Regions from separate parts of the Larimichthys crocea genome. Here region 1 is linked to region 2. A link is a contact called in public Hi-C data. All regions are on one chromosome and are shown on one strand. The core of a region is the stretch at or near the end of the contact, and the rest is flanking DNA. Distances in the headings are between cores, read along the strand shown. Region 1 holds the start of fam43a (family with sequence similarity 43 member A). Region 2 holds the start of xxylt1 (xyloside xylosyltransferase 1).

Evidence for each region. Hi-C and Micro-C count contacts between places; a contact is called where the count stands out from the background.
Region 1: a Hi-C map of muscle shows a contact between it and region 2, with 4 times the contacts expected there. The contact joins the promoter of fam43a here to the promoter of xxylt1 in region 2. A contact is called at or near these places in 4 of 7 Hi-C or Micro-C datasets (all in muscle).

What each region holds. Positions count from the first base shown.
Region 1 is chrXVII:22,759,852-22,766,535 of L_crocea_2.0, reverse strand. fam43a (family with sequence similarity 43 member A) reads left to right here and starts at 4,074. Exons shown (of 2, transcript XM_010736641.3): 1 at 4,074-4,219; 2 at 4,339-6,171. The coding sequence starts at 4,365. The coding sequence ends at 5,405. lsg1 (large 60S subunit nuclear export GTPase 1) reads right to left here and starts at 3,189. Exons shown (of 14, transcript XM_019254994.2): 1 at 2,856-3,189; 2 at 2,012-2,138; 3 at 1,445-1,565; 4 at 1,261-1,347; 5 at 1,028-1,114; 6 at 859-919; 7 at 442-618; 8 at 1-327. The coding sequence starts at 2,954.
Region 2 is chrXVII:22,628,409-22,635,564 of L_crocea_2.0, reverse strand. It overlaps xxylt1 (xyloside xylosyltransferase 1), which reads right to left and starts at 1,591. Exons shown (of 5, transcript XM_010729292.3): 1 at 1,067-1,591. LOC104917762 (serine/arginine-rich splicing factor 11) reads left to right here and starts at 3,124. Exons shown (of 13, transcript XM_010729295.3): 1 at 3,124-3,223; 2 at 3,355-3,526; 3 at 4,550-4,683. The coding sequence starts at 3,405.

The DNA of each region.
Region 1 (6,684 bases), core at 2,825-5,324, 130 kb before region 2:
ATCTTTACACCTGGGCCCATTGTGAACAGACTTAAACATGTCCAGAAGCTCATCTTTATGAAGCAGACGACTAGAGTTGTGGAAGGAGGATTCACTGGATGAACCAGTAGTCCCTTCCTCTTCGCTCTCATCTTCTGAGCAGGTGTGCCAGTCCTCCTCTTCAACAGTTATCTGCTGCTCTTCCTCTAAACCACACTCTTCATCCTCCTCTTCTTCTTCTTCTTCCACCACCTTCACTTCCTCCTTTCGGGTCAAGTCTTCATTGTCTGGCTGTCTTTCGTCTTCAGGGTCACTCTCTACAGACTCTGGATCATCCACTTCCATGCCCTGTGAGAAGTGTGCATTCAGATTATGCACAAGCATTTCTTCAAAACAATAAGAAGTGAAAACATCCACCTCCCCATGATGGTGTACAGAGTATGTCTCCTCAAACCTCCTCACCTTTTCTTCTGCATCCAGTCTATCGCTTTCAGCCAAGGCAGACCAGAAAACTGCCCTCAGCCCCTCTTTCTCGAAGTGTTTGGCCCAGGCTCGCCTCTGCTCCCTGGTCAGCAGGTCTGCCTTATTCACCAAAAGCATATTCACCTTATGCTCTGATACTTCCTTCACGTACAACTCCTGGCAGCACACAAGAGACAAAAACATATTGAATGAAAAATATAGTGAAATGTTCGCTTCCCTTTCAAAATAAACCTACAGTTTTTCTGCTGGTTATCGGGCAGTTTGTTTTACTTATTAAGATCAACTACTACCGTAAATCTCTGAGAGAAATCTTAAGATAAAAAACATAACACTGGAACAGTTTAATTAGTTACACCTTCTCTTTCCCACCAAAGCATCTCTGCCTCATGCACTTACCAGGTCAGGACATCTGAACAGTAAAGGATTCCTGGCATCTACAATTTGAATGACGACGTCACTACAGGAAAAACACAAAAACAGTTAAACTTAAGCATAACTTGAGAAGAAAACATTCCTGATTAGAGACAGGTATGAGCAGAAAGTCGCATACAGCTTCAGTTTTTACCTCCTCTCGATCACTCTCCACAGTTGTCTCCAGAATTCCAGGTTCCTCTCAAATGGGGTAAGAAATAACTTCTGTTCCTCCTCTAACCTTTAGAGGTAACATTTGCAGTTAGCTGACTCAAATAATCCTAAACTGATTTGACCACATATTACAAATGTTGTTCCTGATTTTGTACATAAACCGTACAATAAAAACATGCAACAACAACACAGATTTTACAGAATATTACACACTGCGCAAGCTCTCGTCTCCACTCCAAGAAGCTGTCTTTCTCTGCTTGCTGAAGTGCATCTGGACTGGTGCTTTCATCCCAATGGGGGCTTAAAATTGAGAGAGACAATTTCACAAAAATTTTAAATCTTCACTACAGCAATTTCGTAAAATTGAACTACATCTGCTACTGTTACTCTTACTTACCGTCGAGGGATTCTGAGGAAATGCTTGTTTTCTTCATGCAGCTTTGCAAGCCTGCTTCTCTCCTCAGCTGTTATTAAGCCTGCTCTAGCTTCGGCTGGCACAAACTTGATGTTGAGTTTCTCTAAGGAAAAAAAAACCCCCAAAAAACGCAGGAAACATTCAGGAACAGCAATGAAATCAGCAGTACAGTGAATAACACAGTAACATTTAAAGGCAAAACATATTCAAGCGCCCTCGAAGCTGCTGCACACATTCCAATTTCATCCAGAACAAAGAAAACATGAATCTATGATCCTCTAAGTAGTAAAAGTGAGGCAAACTGTAACTCTACGAACAAAGGTCAATTCAAATCCTAGGAAACATAGTGGATACAGTACGGCCAGATCCAACATTGTTTAAACAGATACAAGCCGAAATTTGCTGTGCAGAAACTAGTCTGGATTTGTTGTCTGCATTCAGTTTAGTTGTTTACATTAAACATACGTGTCAGAGAATGCTGTCTTATCTTTGGCCCCAACATACATAAAATTCAAGACCTACACATGAGTTATATGAGGTATTATTTACCTGCGACAAACTCTGTTCCTGCCAATTCAGCAGTGGCCAGAAAGTCCTCCATCGAACTCTGTTCAGTCACTGACTGCAGGTTTAGCCGTCCCCAGTCATAGCCATCATTCAGCTCACTGGTGTGGAGCTGCGAATGTGAAACAAGTAAAAGATTACATTCATGACAAACCACACGAGTCTTATAGAACATGCAGATGCCGCTGTGCATCCGTGTCTCTCTGTCTCTATCACAGGTTCCACTGCTACTGTAATCATTTTATCACTCATTGTGATTCATTGGCATTTTATCATTTATTGTAATTGTACAATATGTTTGTGTTGAGTTGTTCTGTACACGTGACATCTATTGCACGTCTGTCCGTCCTGGGAGAGGGATCCCTCCTCTGTGGCTCTTCCTGAGGTTTCTTCCACATTTTTTAAAAGTTTTTCCTCACTCGAACCGAGGGTCTAAAGACAGAGGGTGTCACTCCCTGTACAGATTGTAAAGCCCTCTGAGGCAAATGTACTTTGTGACTTTGGGCTATACAAATAACATCTGGATCTGAGATGTACAGAAAAATAAAATAAACTTGAACAGAAAAAACGTATACTTTTTAGCTCTGTGCCCAATTCACCACGGTAGCTTTATTATTACAGACGTGTATTAATTTAGGTACTTTACATTCTCGACAGGCAGAGCAGCGATAAAATGAGATTTTTCTACTGACAGCTCTGCTGAACCACACATGAAGCGTGTGAGAGGCAAGAACAACAGTGATCTTAATATAACACATCACAGACAGGTAGCTCCCCTCTGCGCTCTGCTGCAGCGTGTTTAGTGAGATACTTGTTGCCATGTCCTTACCCACGAGTCGCCCTTCTTGTTTCCTCGGCCCGCCTGCAGTCTCTCCTTCATCAGAGCTCGGCCCAGCCCGGCTCCTCCGCCTGTCTTCTTCTTACCCATAACTTCTGATGTCACGACTCCACTCGGGACGCTTTAATTTAAAATACACGAAGAGCCGCAAACACGATATCTGCAACCCATGTGCACTGCGTTGTTGTCGTATGAACCGGAAGTGGGACAAACCAATGTAATCCAATCTAATATTCGGAGGAATCGACCTCAGCTACTTGTATATATGAATTTATTAATTTATATAGTTACGGATTTCACATCTTAATAGTTCGTCTCTTACAAACAGAGTTAATATCTGATTTATTGTGAGCGTTTATAGTTACGTACTTATGGTACAGTCCACTTTGACTGTCCAGCTATCAACGGTGCCCTGAAGAAACCGGAACAGTGCCAACATTGGTTCCTCACGCCGACCTGCAGTCAGATGAATATGAATGCAGTCTTCGTGAATATATACACTTTTAAACTAGATTAAAAACAACAAATTAAAAGTTAGTGTTGCACAAAGTGATAAATAACTCCTCCTCCATCGTCACACACACACACACACACACACACACACACACACACACACACACACACACACACACACACACACACACACACACACACACACACACACACACACACACACACTTCTGATAGGAACCAAAAGGTGGCAGCATAAAGCAGCAGTATGTCAGAGTGACATCCTCACATAGCAATGTGATGACTGACTCACATGACACACATTTGTGTCTGCTTTATATTGAATTTCTGTGTTTCACAATTTTAAAAATAAGACCGATGCGTTTCATTCTGACCACGTCATGACGTTTATTGTCAAAATTGGCGATACAAAAGATTGTTGATAGTGACTGAGTTGGTTTCAGAAGCAGAAACACACAAGTCACTCGTTATTTTTTAAAATAAATGTATTATATAAGTCTCTTTTAAAAATGTGAACAATACTGTCAGCCTGTTAACAACAAAACCTTAATTATGATGGAGTGGGAAAATAATAAGTCAGTCAGTATTATCATTTATATGGTTATTTATGGCTATACAATTTCCAATAATTAATATTAACTGTATTCAAAATTATGCCGCAGCCATGTGAGAACAGTAGGCATACGTTAAGTTTTGTATAAATCAACACAAAACAATTTTCGGTCTCTTCTCATTTGGTTCGGTCCCCCCTACAGACGCTCGCAAATGGTTTCTCCCTGTATATATTCCGTGAAGCTCGTGTCTTCGCCGTACTCTGCCCGACACTGAGAGAGGACCGAGGACAGCACAATGGACAGGAGGAGTTCAGAGGATGAACAGATGAAGTACGGTGTCTTTGCGTTCAGTTCTCATAGAGTAGCTCATAAATGACCTGACAGGGCAACAAACACTTCTAGGATTTACTCGTAATACAAAGTTTGTTATTTTCTTTCTCTCTCAGTAGACTTTATTGCTGTTGACTGCAATAAAATGCTACCTTGGAAGAAGAATAAGTTCGACCTGATAGAGGAAGATAAGCAGTCCAAACAGAAGGGCTATGCGGTGAGTCTCAACTACTCTGCGCTCACCTCATTCGCCAAGTCCTGCCCTGAGAGCGCACTCAACAGGGTGGGCAGCATGTTCAAGTCAAAAAGGAAAAAGGTGAAGATCACCAGCGAGGACCCCACATACACGGTGCTTTACCTGGGGAATGCCACCACCATCCAGTCCAAAGGGGACGGCTGCACGGACGTGGCGGTGAGCAAGATCTGGGGCAAAAGCGAAATGGGTAAGAACGGCACCAAGATGAGGCTGACCATCAGCTCGCAGGGAATCCGGATGGTGCATGTGGACGATAAGGCAAGGAGGCCGGGACACTTGTACTTATTGCACCGGATAACCTACTGTGTCGCGGACCCGAGGTTACCCAAGGTTTTCGCCTGGATTTACAGGCATGAAATGAAGCACAAGGCCGTGATGCTGCGCTGTCACGCAGTGCTGGTGTCCAAACCGGAGAAGGCAAAAGCCATGGCGCTGCTGCTGTACCAGACTTCGGCCACGGCCTTGGCTGAGTTCAAAAGACTAAAACGCAGGGACGATGCCAGGCACCAGCAGCAGCAGCTCATAGGGGAACAAACCATCCCGTTGGTCCCCCTCAGGAAGCTGCTGAACGGACAGTGTTACTACAAACCACCGGTGGAGCGCAGCCGGAGCGCGCCCAAGCTGGGCTCTATTACAGAAGACTTGGTGGGGGAGGAGGAGGAGGAGAAGGCGATGCACTTTGAGTGTGAGGACATTTTGGACACGGACGATGATTGTGTAGCCAACGGTAAACAGGAGTTGACTCAGATTATCAATGACTTGGGAGAGATGAGCATAGGAAACGACGTGCAGACACTAAAAGCTGATCTCAGAGTCACCAGACTTCTCTCTGGAGAGAGCACGGGGAGTGAATCCTCCATAGAGAGCAACCAGGAGCCCCCTCTGCTCACTAATGGGTTTGAGGAGGTAAAGGTGCAGGAAATTGCCTGAATAATTTTAGGCATTTCTGGGCGCCTCTGACGCATTGTTGTTTTTTTGTTTTTGTCTCCACAAGAAACATTTCCTCTGCCGTCAACCTTGTTTGTCTAATCTGTGCCTCCACGACTAATTGAGATGATTCAGGAAAGATCATCTACGGTTTTGGGACAATTAACACTTTGGGACATTAGCACATGGACACACTTAGGCTACTGAATGATGTTTTAAGATTGTGTAAAACCCAGAAAAAAAAACAAGTGCATGCCCATTTGAAAGACCCGACAAAATCCCAGTGCGTCTTAGGACGCACGGCACTAATTCCATCTATTTTATTTAAGAGGATTTGTTGTAGCCTCAAGCTTGTTTACCATAAGTTTTTCCCTCTTTGTTTTTCTGTTGAAAAATGCTCATCAAGATCCATAAAAAAACTTTTCCGTTTTAAAAGCAAGTTTGTCTTGAATTCCTAAGTGGTTCAGTGGGTCTAAACAGGCATCCTTAATTCTCCTGTCAGGGCGCTTTTGTAATAGCGTGTTCATTTTATCTTATTTTGCACTGTTGTAGAGTTCATTCAAGTATTACGTTGACTACATGTACATAATGTTTGTTGTTATGTTGTCCGAAACATAAATGTCATATCTTTGCTGTGCAAAAGAAAAAAACACTGTTATGTATTAAGATGTAAAGTAAGATGTTTTAAGTATAAATCTGTTATTTTTTAAAGAATAAAAATGTGGTTTGTTATGTGAACCTCATAGAATTATCAATAAAAAAGAAAAAAATATATAAAGTTGTTGAAGTCTGTGTAGTTTTGTTTTGGAAAACGTAGGTTGTGTTTTCCTTTGTCTCAAATTGTGGTCTGATTTGCACTGCAGACTAAAAGTCACATGAAAAGAGGGAACAAAGGAAGACGTATCTCACTTGTATAGTTTCATATATTCTCACTTGAGTATCTGTGTTGGTGTGTATGAGTTTCATTTAACAGTCTTGGCTGGGTCTTTACCCTTTTTCCGTCATATTGCTTTCAGGGAACTGGCTGTAGAAGTTATTGAGTTAAGGTACTGAAGGCTCATTCATTCTGACTGGCCTCAGGGAAGCCAGGCCACACAGGAGGACGTCACCACAAGCACAAACAGTTAGAACATCACATGGGTCCTTTTAATGACGAGGCAGAAGGAGCACCCGAGGTCTTTTAACACCGTGACTGCCTTTTTTAAATTTGCTATTACGTCTGTCCTCCTCTGGTGAGCCATTTCAAAGAATCTCTTAAAAACAAGTAGTATAAACCTGTGAG
Region 2 (7,156 bases), core at 342-2,841:
TTTTACTACTTACAGGAAACGCAGTCATACCTCTTGGCATATTTTACGGCCTTTTGCTGTCATGGTTTGGCAGTTTTTTACCATAAAATGTAAAGACATGGTGTAAAATAAACAAATCTTCTATGAGAACGATCTGTAGCCAAACAGGGTCGACTGTATTTGTTTCTGATGGTGGTACTTGGAGAGCCAAATATTTTCTGAGGTGGCGCACGGTGTAAAAAGTTTGAGAAACGCTGGTCTAGTCTATTTAATCGTGTCATACAAAATGCTGTGCGGCATTCGTTTCTTTTGCATATGCTACATATAAATAACTCATTTTCACAGTGTCAAAGCAACAACACAGGAACCAATGCATGAAAACTACAGATCTACCAAAGCTAACGAAGAGTACAGCACTTTTAAACTGCTCTAGTTACCACCTCTAGTTACTAGATATATTTCACTACTTAGATCGATCGAATCACACATCCTGTATCTCATGTAGTCTAGCTGCAGCCGACTGAGTTGAACTCTCTGAGTCTGTCTGACCACACGTCCTGACATCTTTGGTGCCTTTGATTCAGTGGGACTCGAACTTCCCTAAAAACACCTCGGTGTGTCCATGTGTGATTGATCCAACCTGTAATCTGTGTTGGAAATACTGTTGTTATAGTCGACACATGATTGATAAAGAATAAATAAAAGCATTCAAACCTCTACCACAAATACATATAACACATATACAGTAAATGCCTGTAAAAGAGAAAGTCAGCATCCTTATTTCCCACGTCCATGGAAATAATGTGAAGGTAACATGCCAGACAGATAATTACAATCCTGTTTAAGTCCCTTATGTCCCCTTTATATTTGCTATTTATTGCATTGCTCCTGTACTTTTAATTTTATGCTGATTTAACCCCTCTCACTTAGACTTTTGCCTCTCTCCATAAACATTAGGTACACTTGTGGCTTCCCAGACCTCTGCAGGCAGGGTTTTCATAAATCTCCCGCCAATGTTACACCGTAAATCACGCTGTTATCATGCACAGAAAATATCATTTACTTCTGCAGGGGTGCATCCACTTGCCTGTCTCGTGTTGGTCTCCGTAGGTCCATCTTGACAGCTTGTTGGCGGATTAAGCTGCCCTGAGCTGTGAACATGCACCGGATCTTTAACTTTTATGAAGCAATACGACATTAACCAAGGTTACACTGAACTTTAACGACACTATTAACATTGAAACAATGTCATATCATCAAAACGTGGAGTCATAAACGCTGCAGAAACCTGCTGACACAAGCGAAGATGCTAGGAAGTTAGCAAGCGGCGACTTTGCGCCCAGACGTGGGTCGATGAGTTGAGAGAGAGATACTGTTTGTTTAACCCAAACACTGAGCCGAGCACTGCTTAAAATCACCGGTATGCCTCTGAGTACCCATGTCGCTGTAAAACTACTGCGCTATTTGCACGGTTTTGTGTTTCAATAAAGATAAACGATAAAAAAAAGACGTGATTTGGAGAAACCCTAAGCTAGCAGCCTAGCAACGAAATACTGTGACGCAACCTTAGCCACGCCCACTATGAGCAGCCGTATTCCGAGGCATGATGCCTTCACGTACAGTTGGAAAAATGCCAGGTGTCATTTTTACGTACGAACAGATAGAGCAAAGAATGATAGTTGACTTAATTTCAATTTGCTGACTTCTTCTTTTTAATCTCGTCTGATAGATTCTGCTCAGTATGTAGAATTACCAAAACCTTATTTTGTAGCATAATAATTGTTAAAACATTAACAACACAAAGACTTGGTTAGTTGTTTCTACACCGGCAATGATACTATATATTGTTTGCCTTGAAGTTAAACATTTAAAAATAACACAACACAATAACACATGATTCACATTTCTCCTCTTTGTCCTGCTTATGTAACATAATGTAAATATCATCATATAATAACATATTATTATTGGATCATTTTAAACTCACAAATATTAAATAACATATTATTATTGGATCATTTTAAACTCACAAATATTAATCAGTATCAGCCTCAAAAATCCAATAAGGGTCAGGCTATAAAATTAGCTTAGAGATAGCAGCAGAACTTAAACAGGTGCAAAGATCTGACTTACAAATAGAAAACTATAAAAAGTTTAATAAGAATAATAATAATAATAATAAGAATAATAATAAAAGTGGAAACAGAACTACAGAAATAGAAAAGATTGCACAGTTAAAGGTGCAGTGTGTAAGATTTGGGGACTATATTTTTAGAATAAGGCAAACATGGAATATAACATTCATAACTATGTTTTCATGCATGTATAATCACCTTAAAATAATAATCAAAAAAATAAAAATGATCCTTTTATATCTACAGTGGGAGCGGGTCCTCTTTCATGGAGGCCACCATGTTGAAACACCGTGTTTCTACAGTAGCCCAGAACAGACAAACTAAATTTGTGACTCTAAACGGGGTCCTTAAAGTGTTGTTTCTCCTTTACACCATGAATGTAAGGGTGATGCGAGGAGATTGCAATGCAGCGATTAGTCCACTAGATGCAACTAAATTCTACACACTGAACCTTTAAATTAAGCTTATAAGTTTTTAAAAAAGTATTTTGGTCATATTAACTTAGGTGACGGTTCCCATTACTTCTTCCACCACTGTTACATCTTCACCAAACACATTATGTCATAATTTTGGCCTAGTACTCTCATTGCAATTTTTTTCTATTTTATTTCATTTATACCTTGCAGTTATAATTTATATCACGGTCACTTACTTTTGTAATATTATTTGTATTATGCTCACTACTCTTGCAAAAAGATTATTATTTGTATCATGGTCACTTTCTTTGCAATATTTTCTTACACTATGGTCACTTTACATTACAATACTCTTTTTATATATCATGCCACTTTTATCCTCAGTACTTGCCTGTTTTGAAGGTTCATTGTTTTTCGTGTTTATTGTGTAGGTTATAGATATTTCTGTCTGTTTATTGTGTTTGTTCTTGTTGGCCTTTTCTACTTTTTTCTAATTCTGTAGTGTATGCTACACTTTCCTCTGCTGCTGTAACAAGTACATTTCCGCGCGGTGTGATGAATAAAGTATATCTACTTGAACGAAACTCACGGGTCCGAGCTTACAAATTGCCCGTGAAGGCATCACTCCTGCCTCACGACATTCGGCGGTGGCATTGTTGCTGGGTGCCCGCGGCCGTTGTGTTCTCGTCGGCGGTAAATGTTTAACCATCTTCTGTACCTGCAGGAAAGATGCTGAGCCGTGCGTTCGCCTAATGTTATTTTCGTCGTAGACACTAAACCTTAGCTCGCGTTTTTTTGTTTGTTTGTTTTTGTTTTGAATCCAGGCACGTCGCTAGCGCAACGCTAGCTAGCTCGATCTTAGCCATCCGCGAAGATGAACTCGAGCACGCACGTCATCCAGGTGACCAACGTGTCCCCGAGCACCACCTCCGAGCAGATGAGGACTCTGTTCGGATTCCTCGGGAACATAGAGGAGCTCAAACTGTTTCCACCCGAGTGAGTATTGTTGACTCTTACATCTTTACCCCGAGCTAACGCCGGGCTCCGTCTCGAGGCCTTGCACCGTCGAGTAGGCCTCGCGCCCTTCGTGAACGCGGCAGCAGTCACTCCCCTTAGCGTCACCATGAGGTGTGTGATGATCGCTGTGCTGTGTGTGTGACTGGCTTTTAGCGTAGGTTTAAACCCCCCTTTCTTCCACAGACTTTCGGGATTCAGATAGTACCACCACTAATCGACGTCCATTTTTACTGGTGTGGATTTATGCTCATCCTCTTAATCTGTCATTTGTTTCTGACCTAGTAGTGACTCCTCACATTTGGGTAAATGAAAAGGCGTATAAGCCCACAGCCTTCTGTCTGATAAATGAAAACTGAAACACTTTTGTTTAACCTCACTGTAAAATGATTCATTTGTGCATTTTTGTCTTGACACTTCATGAGCGACAGTGTAAATAAACCCCTGCACCTCTTGATGTAACAGCTATTTTTTTTTTAATGAATGAAAAATGGGGAAAACCAATAAATCTAACATTAACATTGTAATAAAGTCGGTGACTTCTTGTTTGTGATCCCTATGGTCCCGCTTCAGTACATACAGCATTTTAATCAAGAAGATAGTAGGAAATAATTTGTTCTCTGCTTTGTATTCTCCTCTGTCGAATTACATCCGGCTTCTCGGCAGGTAGGACTTGTCAAGGACTGTAACAACAACATAATAACAGTTAAATAAATCAGTTTCACTCACAGGCAACCTGTGAGAAAGATAAAGCTTCAAAGCGTCAGTGATTTACCATGATGTTTGATTGCTGATGAGATTTGTGCTAACACTATGAATAATACAATGTGATGGTCTGTTCAGAGGACGTAGACGTCAGAGAGTGGATTATACTTTACAGCCCCGTAACATGTTATTAACTTGGTCGTCACAGGGGACACAAAACTCATTCGAGTCAGTTTGAAGAAGGCATGTTGGCTGTCCTTGTTTGTATTCTTTGCACAACATATCTGTATTTTTTTCCAGTGACTCTCCCTTGCCTGTGACTTCACGTGTCTGTTTTGTAAAGTTCCTTGAGTCTGAATCGGTGGGAGTTTCCCAGCACCTGACGAACACCGTCTTCGTGGACAGAGCCTTGATCGTGGTCCCTTTTGCTGAAGGTGGGTGTCTGTTTTTATTCTCGCGTGCGCTCACATCTCTGAACATGCATTCACGATGTGTAGGTTGTTTTTTTATTTTAGTAGAATTGCAAAAACACTTATCTGAGCCATTGTGATTCAAAATTAGCTAAGCTTTTCTGTGCTTGGCATAGGTATGTAAAAGGGAAAAAATTGTACATTTGTGTCCATGTCTTACAATCTAGCTGTAAACTTCTCTCTCTGTTATTTGTGTTGTGGTTTTCATAGTGGACAAGTCATTTGCAGAGAGCCCCTTCCTTGCTGGCTGAAAGTGGTCCTCTGCTGCCATCAGGAGATTAGAAAAAATAATGGCACCAGGCTCGCAAGCCCCCCCTTCTCTCTCTTGTTCTGCAGTAAAATATTAACTCTTTATTTTATTTTTTTTTCTCTCTGTTCAAGGCATCTTTTCTTTAAAAAAAGAAAAAAAAAACATAGCCACACAACTCTTAAGCAAAATGACGGGGTGGGGGAGAGGGAGCAGGGCAAATCTCGATTCAGACATGTTCAAAGGATTTGAATATTTTACAAATAAAATGTAAAATGTCGATTGTAGGCATGCATCAAATTAGGGATGCCCCGACCAGATCTGCTGGATGGTATCAGGCCAGTGTTTTTAATCATTTGGTATTGACTTGGAGCGTGAACCGGTTCTGATCCTGTGTTTATATTTTCACCTCTTCAGCAGATGTTCCTCTTAAAGATCTGCAGAAGAAAAACCTGTGTTTAAACTCATAATTTCATTATGTAAGCACACATACAGTTTATTTGCCGCCACCACACAGCCACTCTGACTCTCTATTGATAGTATGTCCAAGCCATTAAAGACCCCCACACATACACACCGGTGTTTTCAGTCACTGGATGATTAGACCTATTTAGGTTCAGGTTGGGTGAGACTGTGGTGGGAGGTTTGCTTACGTCCCCGAACTCCAAAGTGTAAGTTGTCCCGCCGTGACGTGCAAAAAGACTCATCTATGGAGTGAGGGAGATGTCAATCAAGCACAGTCCTGAGAGAGGTCTCATGAGCCAAATGAGTGAAAACACCTGCATGGCTGTACTGTGGGTCTGGTTGTTGTTGTCTTAATGCAGAGCCGTTGACCAAACAAACTGTGGACTGATTCGACTGAGTATACACTGTGCAACTGCTCAACAACAAAATGAATATATAAATACTGGACCAGGACTTGGTATTTGCAGAACATTGACTCTGATCAGGATAAATGTTCGGGACATCCCTACACAATGCACAAAGCATGCAGGATAGATTAACAAATCAGCTGTGCATGCTAGAGTAGATTTTGAAGGTGTGTGTGTGTGTGTGCCATCATCTACACAGTTACTTTCAGCAGATGTGGTGGAAATTTTAAAATTAGCACATCATTTGGTTATTAATCATGATAAGCACACAAACTGCCTTTGGCATTTACTTTGCTTCATGTGCCAAAGCTTTGTCTTCTTATTACACTGTGCATTTGTGTATCCAAATTTTCACTAACACACAGTCCAGAGATGAAAGTAGTTTTTTTTTTTTTTTTAAGCCTCTGCTTGATGTTGCAGTAAAAATTTTAAAAAATCTTTTTAAATTGACCCTCTCCACACATGACTCTGCAAGAGTTGAGTGACTCTCACGTTTAACAGTGGTGTTTCTTTTGTTGTTGTGTTTTACAGTTCTTTTTCCTGGTTCAGCCAGCCCTATATACCAGGCCCTGCTGAAAATGCCACCAACAGTTTTGTCTTCTGCAGCCTTATCCTGTTTCTCAAGTGTCCTTTCTGTTGTGTGTGTGTGTGTGTGTGCGCGTGTGTGTGTATGTCTCTCTCTCCCCCTCTCTCTCTCTCTCCCTCTCTCTCTCTCTCCCCCTTTTAAAAAAAATGTTAAAATGTCAGATTTAAAAAAATAGCCTGTTTTCAGATTGCACAACCATGGATGATCATCTCCATAAGATTTTCCCTTTTGATTTTACTGTTTGGTTTTTCTTCAGCTTTGGGCACATTTTTTCATGATGTTATCACAGCTTTTGTCCATTAACTGTTTAGCGCAGTTTATCTTTTGAAATTGTTTAGTCTTTCTAGTGACTGTTGGCTAAAAACCTAGCAGTACTGTAGCTTGTTAGTAGTATCTGGTTTTATCTGGTTGCCAAGTAAGTTTTTTTTTTTTTTTCTATTGAAGTTTTCTTTTCTTTTTTTGTGTGGTGGGATTGTACAAAGTAAACCACCAACAAAAGCCCAGAAAAGGTAATATGACTGAACCTTTTCTGTTTTTGTATTGGTAATGGTAAGTGATGTTGAAAATGTACCCTTGTGTCTACGCCCAAATCATGAACTTTGTTTTCTGTATCTCAATGTTTTTGTGTGCTTTATAGCGAAGCAGCCGGCGCGAGTCGCTTGTTCATAAAACATCTAATGAAAGTTGAGAGCACATCCCACGGGACAACTGGCTGTGCTTGCTTACGTTTGG